Regions from separate parts of the Anser cygnoides genome. Here region 1 is linked to region 2. The links are chromatin contacts, called in public Hi-C maps. All regions are on one chromosome and are shown on one strand. Each heading gives the region's core, a stretch centred on a gene start, on an enhancer-like site or on the middle of the called end of the contact. The rest is flanking DNA. Distances are from core to core; before and after follow the strand shown.

Region 1 (3,539 bases), core at 184-2,683, 80 kb after region 2:
ATTTAAATATAACTTTTTAAATACAATGGTTATATATATATTTACTACTATATTGTTTTTATTTATTCCTTTTTTTATATGTATGCATGTATTTGTGTGTATACACACACACAAGTTAAAAAACTGCAGCTTCCATCATGCTACAAAACTCAGTAATGGGAAATGCAAAGAATGCCAGGCACCTTCAGCAGTTCTGAAACCTAACCCCTTATAGGCAAAAATGGTCTCCATGGGACTTAGACCTAGAGTGGACAACATTTTTCATGTTTGTTTTTTTTTTAAACACTCACCTGTCTAGAAAAATAGCCTTCATTTGTACTGCTTGATCTAGAATTAGTTTTTAGTTTACAGGCCATTAGCAGTGCATAATTTTTGTGATATAGTTTTGGGACCTTAAGTTGTGCAGAGCCAGCATCATGAGCACCCAGTGAAATCAGTGGAGCAAAGGGTGCTCAGGACCAGCTAGTATCCTGCCACTCTCCTCCTGTGTTTTATTCTTTTGGCACAGTGCCTTAGGAGGTACATCAGGTCTCTCCTGCATCTCAGAAGGATGGTAACTTCTTCTTCATCCTAATGAACAACCTAACGTTCAGCTCTTGGGAAGGGTCCTTTCTGAATCAGCCTGGACTCCAAGAAACTGGGAACAGAAGGCATGGGTCTGGAAGAAAAGGGGTCAGTGAGAACAAAATGTGACTTCCTTAGCCAAGCAGCCAGGGAGCAGAAGGGCTACAGACTAGCAGCAGTAGCAACTGCTATTAAAAAATAACTTAGAAGGCAAATGCCATGGAACATGGGTAACAAGTCTCCAGGGCAACCTCCATATTTAGGTCACCTTAAATCACCACATATTCATTCAGTGTAGTTCTGCTCTGCTTTCAGTAGAAAGCCACATCAGTAGGGTAACTCATTTTTGCTGGATGCCTGAAGGACTATTTAAGTCGGGCTTAGCTGTGCTGACATCCTGAGAACTTTTCAACCATTTGCAGCAAACAACGCAGATCTATTTTAGTCATGTGTTTATTCTGTGCTGTTTGCACTAGGTCTCGCTCAGCCAAGACTCATGGCTATGCTGGATACTATTTCAGACTATGCCCGTTTATAACAACAAGACTCTACAGTGACCTGGCCAAGAGAATTATGTGGAAATCTGGTTCACAGAAGAGTTTTGAACCATTTTTTTCTTTGGAAATAGCTTGAAAATTTGCATCTTTTTGCTATAAAAATCAAATGGCACCTCAAAATACAAGACAAATTAAAAAATGATTTGCTTTATATTCCCCAGAGTTTTTGAAACATTCAAGCCTTCTGGTATAGTAACATAACTAGACATGGGCCATTACTTTGCAATTAGCTACAGAAGAGCATAGCACAAGGTTGTAATTCCCAAAGAGGTCTGTAAGGCCATCAAATCTCCGCAGCAGAACTGTTGGCTGTTCATCAGAACGGGTCCTTTTATATTACAGAATTAGAAATGCTTTGGGGAAAGAACATATTGCTCGTTTTTGTAGAACCCAGTATGAAGGAAATCTAAAGTCACAGTTTCAGTAAAGCAAATAATGCTGTATCAGAGAAAAACTAAAGGACCTTTACACCATACAAAATTAGGTGCCGCTGGCTCACTTCGACATTTCTGGCCACTTTAAGTAGTCATATACAGGTGTCAGGCTTCATGAAAGATGTTCTCTGCATGATTATTCCTGCCACCTCGGGCTTTCACAGTCTAGTTTTCACACTTGGATCATGGATCACATGTTTACTCAAATAGCATGGAAGTCTAGAGGAACTATATAGTGTGATCAGATTTTTATTTTGCAAGAGAAACGAAGAAAAGGGAAATACAAAGATTTAAATATAACATCATTCTCATCCAGAGATTTGCTATCCTCTGCCACAACTAAGACAGGAATAATTTTCTCTGGATACCACAGAATATCCTTCACTGAAAATCTTTTAAACAACTGGTCCATTGTCTGTCAAGTGTCCTCCCCATTAAAGTCCTTGATTTTGTTTGTTGTTCTTCATTCTTGAACTTTGGCTCTTCTTGTCAAAATAGGTTTTGTAGGTGGAAGAGACTGAACAGGAGATAAAGTCATACGAACTAACAGGTCTGTCATTGTCTCCTAACAACGCTTGTGTATTTGCAGAGGATGGAAAATCTGATGATATTTTTCTTCTATGCTTACTTCCTTTTATGGAAGTTCCCAATTATCTGTTATATCCATAGTGTAAATAGTGAGCCCAATATACAATAGTCAAATTGTTATACAACAACTCCAAATCATAACAGATGGCGTCATGGGTATTACATACTGGAAATAATATTTATGAAGTCACAGCCAAGGATTTTTGATTTCTGCTGTTTGCTAGGAATACTTGGAAATCATAATATTTGCTTATTATTTATGGTGGCCATGCTACAGAAGTTTACTATGTGCAAAACACCAATGAGAAACCTGAAAAATCCACTTCAGGAAAAACGATAGAACATTTAACAAAAGGTAAATCAATGCCACTTATGCACATGTACGTAAGTTATAAGAACTGCGGGCATGAACAGCATCTTCCAGGCAGCCTAATAAGTAGCAAAAAAATCTTTTAAAATGTCACGTGCATTAGAGATATAAAATCCATTGTCTATAAAACCATCACGGTATTATGAATTAAGAAGAAAAGGAAACAAAACAGAACCTGGCTTAGTCAAGTAAAATGAGAGACAGAAAAATAATCAAGTCACGTAGCTTAGTAAAAGTTAGTCTTAAAAAAAGACAGCTTACTTGTTCATAATTTTCTGTGGTGTTGCTAATAGCAGAGAAGAAGAGTTTAAATGACAACAACAAAACCTTTTAATTTTATAAGCATTAATTGTAATGACAAGATGAACCGAACATTTCAAGTAGAGATTTAAACTATGTGCTATCTATACAAAAAAAATCCACAAGTTACTGTACTTGGAATACCAAATGCATTTTATAAGAATTTCAAGGTAAATACACCAATTAGCTTAGAAATTTAAAGTCACACTTTGGAAATTAAAATGAGAACTTCAGGTTGTAAACAGAGCTTTTGACCTCCTGCTGTCCTTGGCATAACATCATCACTGAAATTTTCCATACAGTTAACTGTAATGGAAATCCTGTGTATTTGAATACGTAGCTTTTAACTCTACATGTAACAGCCATACTTAATACATCACAACTTCTTCATCAGCAGAAACCTTAATTCTTATCAGTGTTGTTCTATACAGGTATAAACAGATCAGTATGTAAGAATGACTTTAACCTAAATGCAAGCTATTGAAGTCTTTACATCAATCATGTTAATATTTGCACAATGTCATTACTGAAGGATTCTAAAACTGTATTTCCACATTTGAGCACCTCTCATAACTACACTGCTATTCTGATAAATTTGATCTTAAAATTGAACTTCTAGGTTTACAGGGCTTGGTCTAGAGAAAATTACAACCCACTTGTTGAGTCCAGACAAGTACTCCTAACTATAATACTGTTCCAATGTGCTCTTGTTTGTTTTATATCTAT
Region 2 (3,679 bases), core at 585-3,084:
TGCAATAAGATGCAGGTTGTGCAAACTCTGCTCTAGTTGCTGGGGAGAAGCCTGATGGTTTTACCTCACCAATAAAAAGCCACAGTGTTACAGAGCTTCTATGGGCGTTCTGAACTCAAACATCCAGTAATCGTGGTAACAAACTACCTTAGTGATATAGCAGCATCTACAAAGACTTGTGTTGCAGTTCTGTTTCACAACATACAATACAGTAGAGCCCAGCCAGTAGAGATCTGCAGTGCAGAAGATGTCGGTGGGAGCTTTCTTCAACATCTATGATGAAACTGTTTCTTGTACAGGCACTGCAGAGAAATGTTTACAAACACGCGTCAAGGTAGATGTTCTGTTGTTTATCTTAAAACAAATATAATATGTCTTCCATCTTCCATTGTCTTAATCAGCTTAATTGTTAAACTCAAGGTATGTCTGAATGGCATTATGCAATGCTGGCCAAAGACACCCAGGCTGCTTGCAAACATGCTCGCAGAGGTAGCAGGAACAATAAAGCAGCAGTAGCCCAGCAGTCCATCTGGACTTTCATCTCCTACATGTCAGCAGGACTAATTCATCCAAACACGGTGCTATACTTATGTGGTAAGTGGTTCCCATGCTCAGGTTTCAGTGTATAACTGTCTTGCATGTAAAGATGCCTCGTATTGCTCTTGAGCAGCTGTGATCTAAGTGTGAATACATTTTATATTACTGTGCCTGAAGAAAAGCAAAAATAGCAGGCATCAGCCTTACTGTATTTAGTAAATTTACCATGTCTTGACGCATGTAGTTTTGCTGTAATTTGAAATATGTTAAAAGATGAGATTATAAAATATTGTCTAGCTGCTCTGTAAGATATTCACTGTACTGATAACCCAGCTGCATATACTGAGATTGTTAAATTAATCAATACCAAAATAGCATCTCTCAAGCCTAATTATCTTTGCTAATTATTTTTATTTAAAGAAATTAAGGGAAATTGCTTAAGGACTAGAACAGACCTTGTTAATTTTGTACTGCTGCTGTGCATAGAGCTGCACAGAGGACTTTTATAAGGGTGCATGTATTTGGAAGAAATATTGACCTGCTTTGTGTTTATACATAGTCAGTGGGATGTGCATATGTCTAAGTGTTGTAATCTTCATTAAGTTGCTATGCTGTGGGGAGAGACAAAATAGCACTCAGGGGTCTCCCCAGAAAAGGAGCAAGCTCGGTCTTTTCTCTGAGTGGATGATATGAGGAAATATTCACAAGATATTGGTAAATATGTGGAGATTTGTACCCAAAGAAAAAAATTCAGAGAGAAATTAATATGGTCCAGAGAGGGGAAAAATGGAGTTTGGTTTGTTTTTATTGAGTCTGTCTTGGTTCTAGTAATAAACTGTATCCTAATGTTGTACGTTAAATTTCACATAGGTAAAGTTAAACTCTGGGAAAAGACCCCAAACCCTTCTGGCATGCTCTTTTTATTTAACATGTGATTCATTAAAAATTGATAAATTGCCTTTTAAATGGAGGCTGTAGTCTGAATTCTATTTCTTCTCCTTGAAACAGCTGCACGAGGAACAAAGAATGGGATAGCTTCTGAGCACCCTTTGTCACCTATATGCTCTCATCGAGTGACCGAGCTTTTCGTATTGCTCAGGTAACATGTTTTCCTGCAGGAAGAACTCAGCCTAGGTGTCTCGGTGATCATACAGAGGCCACCTCCCTAAAAATTACGCTGTTCTCTGACCCACTCCAGGTCTCACAGTTCAGGCTAATCATTGACAGGGCTTTTACGATCGCAAGCTTTTAGTGAAGCTTTGATAAGACACTCCAGCAGTTAGTGGCAAATGAAGACAGTCTGCACAGCAGGGACTCCAGGGAATGAATGGATTTTTTTCAGCGGCAGTAAAGGAAATCTGACTTTTAACACTGGCGTTATAAAACGGCATAATGTGTGGCCGACGGCTGAAGAGATTTGTTGCTTTTTGGACATTAGTTTTCATAAGGATAGTCGCTGGGCTTGCCGGAGAGGGAAGATCTGTGTGGAAAAAGGACCCTAACTCCAGTCCCGTGAGTGAAACACAGATGTTTTTGTATGACACTTTCCCCAAAGAGTTTCTCTGGGGCATAGGGACAGGGGCGTTCCAGGTGGAAGGCAGCTGGAGGAAGGACGGGAAAGGATCCTCCATCTGGGACCGCTTCATCCACACGGAGTTCAGAGATGCTGACAGCACGGACGTTTCCAGTGACAGTTACAACTTGCTGGACAAAGATCTGTCAGCTCTGGATTTTTTGGGAGTTACCTTTTACCAGTTTTCAATTTCGTGGTCGAGGCTTTTTCCCACTGGGGTGGTAGCAGCTCCCAACGAAAAAGGACTCCAGTACTATAACACCCTTATTGACTCTCTAGTCTACAGAAATATTGACCCCGTGGTTACCCTGTACCACTGGGACCTGCCCTTGACACTGCAAGAACAATATGGGGGATGGAAAAATGAATCAGTAATTGATATATTCAACGACTATGCCACCTTTTGCTTCCAGACCTTTGGGGATCGTGTTAAGTATTGGATTACCATCCATAATCCTTACTTAGTTGCTTGGCATGGGTATGGCACAGGTATTCATGCTCCCGGAGAGAAAGGGAAAGTAACCACTGTCTACACTGTAGGACACAATCTGATCAAGGTACAGTATAGTAAGGTTTTATAAACTGATCTTGCACTGTCATAGGAAATAATGGGATGAATCAATCGTGTAATCAATGTTAAAAAAATAATCAAAGAATGTGAAAACATCAAGAAATAACCCTTAGCTAAGGCAGTTGTTTTTTTTCAAAATCTCAAATTGATTTCAATGTTGTAGTCACAACAGCTGACTCAGTAATTATTTGTTTTAAGGTGCTTGTTTATTGATTTATTTAAATTTCTTTTTGCCTACAACATCTGTCTATTAAAGACCATAGTTTTCCCTCTTTTTTCTTTTCATTTAGTTACACTGAAATGACTGTTCAGTCATTCAGCTACGCTAAAATGACCGTTCCATTAGTTTATACAGAGATTTAGTTCTATTTGCCTATTGGATCAGTTTTACTATCAGTAGAAGATGTGTATATATGATTACTTCTGGCTTAGTAAGATCATACTGCAAAATGTTTATCACTGAATTAGCGAGGTCATCAGTTCTTGGTTTGAGAAGAAAACAAATGTCCCCTTCAGTATTTAAGAGTTTCAAAATTACATTATTTCTGTAGCATTTTCAGCATTTTAATTTTTATGTTGGTGCTATTTTATGTATTGGCTATCTTCTACAGAATTACACAACTGAAAGGCTTGATCCCATGATCAATAGCTTCAGCAGCTGCAGTACTGGGTCCTAAGTTCATGGTATTTTTTTTTTGGAAAGGACAAAAAGAAAAGTCTGAAGTGGGTTGTATCTTTAAGGAAAAATGCGGAGACATTCATGCTGGTGCTTTACAGAGTTTACAGCATCTCTAATAGATTATGAATTTCATTCTACAGAGTAGCTTGTCTGTATGCATAAGAATATATATTCTTATTTTCTCATGCTATTATTTAAAACAATTTCCAATAACAGCAGTTTAAGATAATTAACAATATAAATATAGCTTTTTTTATCTGTAGTGCTCAAAGTACTATAAAGAGCAAGTCATGGTCCTGTCTGTTTGATAGAGAAGCTA

Evidence for each region. Hi-C and Micro-C count contacts between places; a contact is called where the count stands out from the background.
Region 1: a Hi-C map of liver shows a contact between it and region 2, with 3 times the contacts expected there. The contact joins the enhancer-like site here to the promoter of KLB in region 2. A contact is called at or near these places in 2 of 7 Hi-C or Micro-C datasets (both in liver).

What each region holds. Positions count from the first base shown.
Region 1 is chr4:24,289,503-24,293,041 of Taihu_goose_T2T_genome, forward strand. All of the region lies in intron 3 of SMIM14 (small integral membrane protein 14), which reads right to left. Among named protein-coding and RNA genes, the nearest start is that of UGDH, 27 kb to the left of the region's middle. Within about 2 kb of position 1,434, at least 2 of the 3 cell types and tissues checked have open chromatin away from gene starts, as enhancers often do. A contact at or near this core is called in liver, where this site is marked.
Region 2 is chr4:24,209,344-24,213,022 of Taihu_goose_T2T_genome, forward strand. It overlaps KLB (klotho beta), which reads left to right and starts at 1,835. Exons shown (of 5, transcript XM_048072865.2): 1 at 1,835-2,667. The coding sequence starts at 1,930.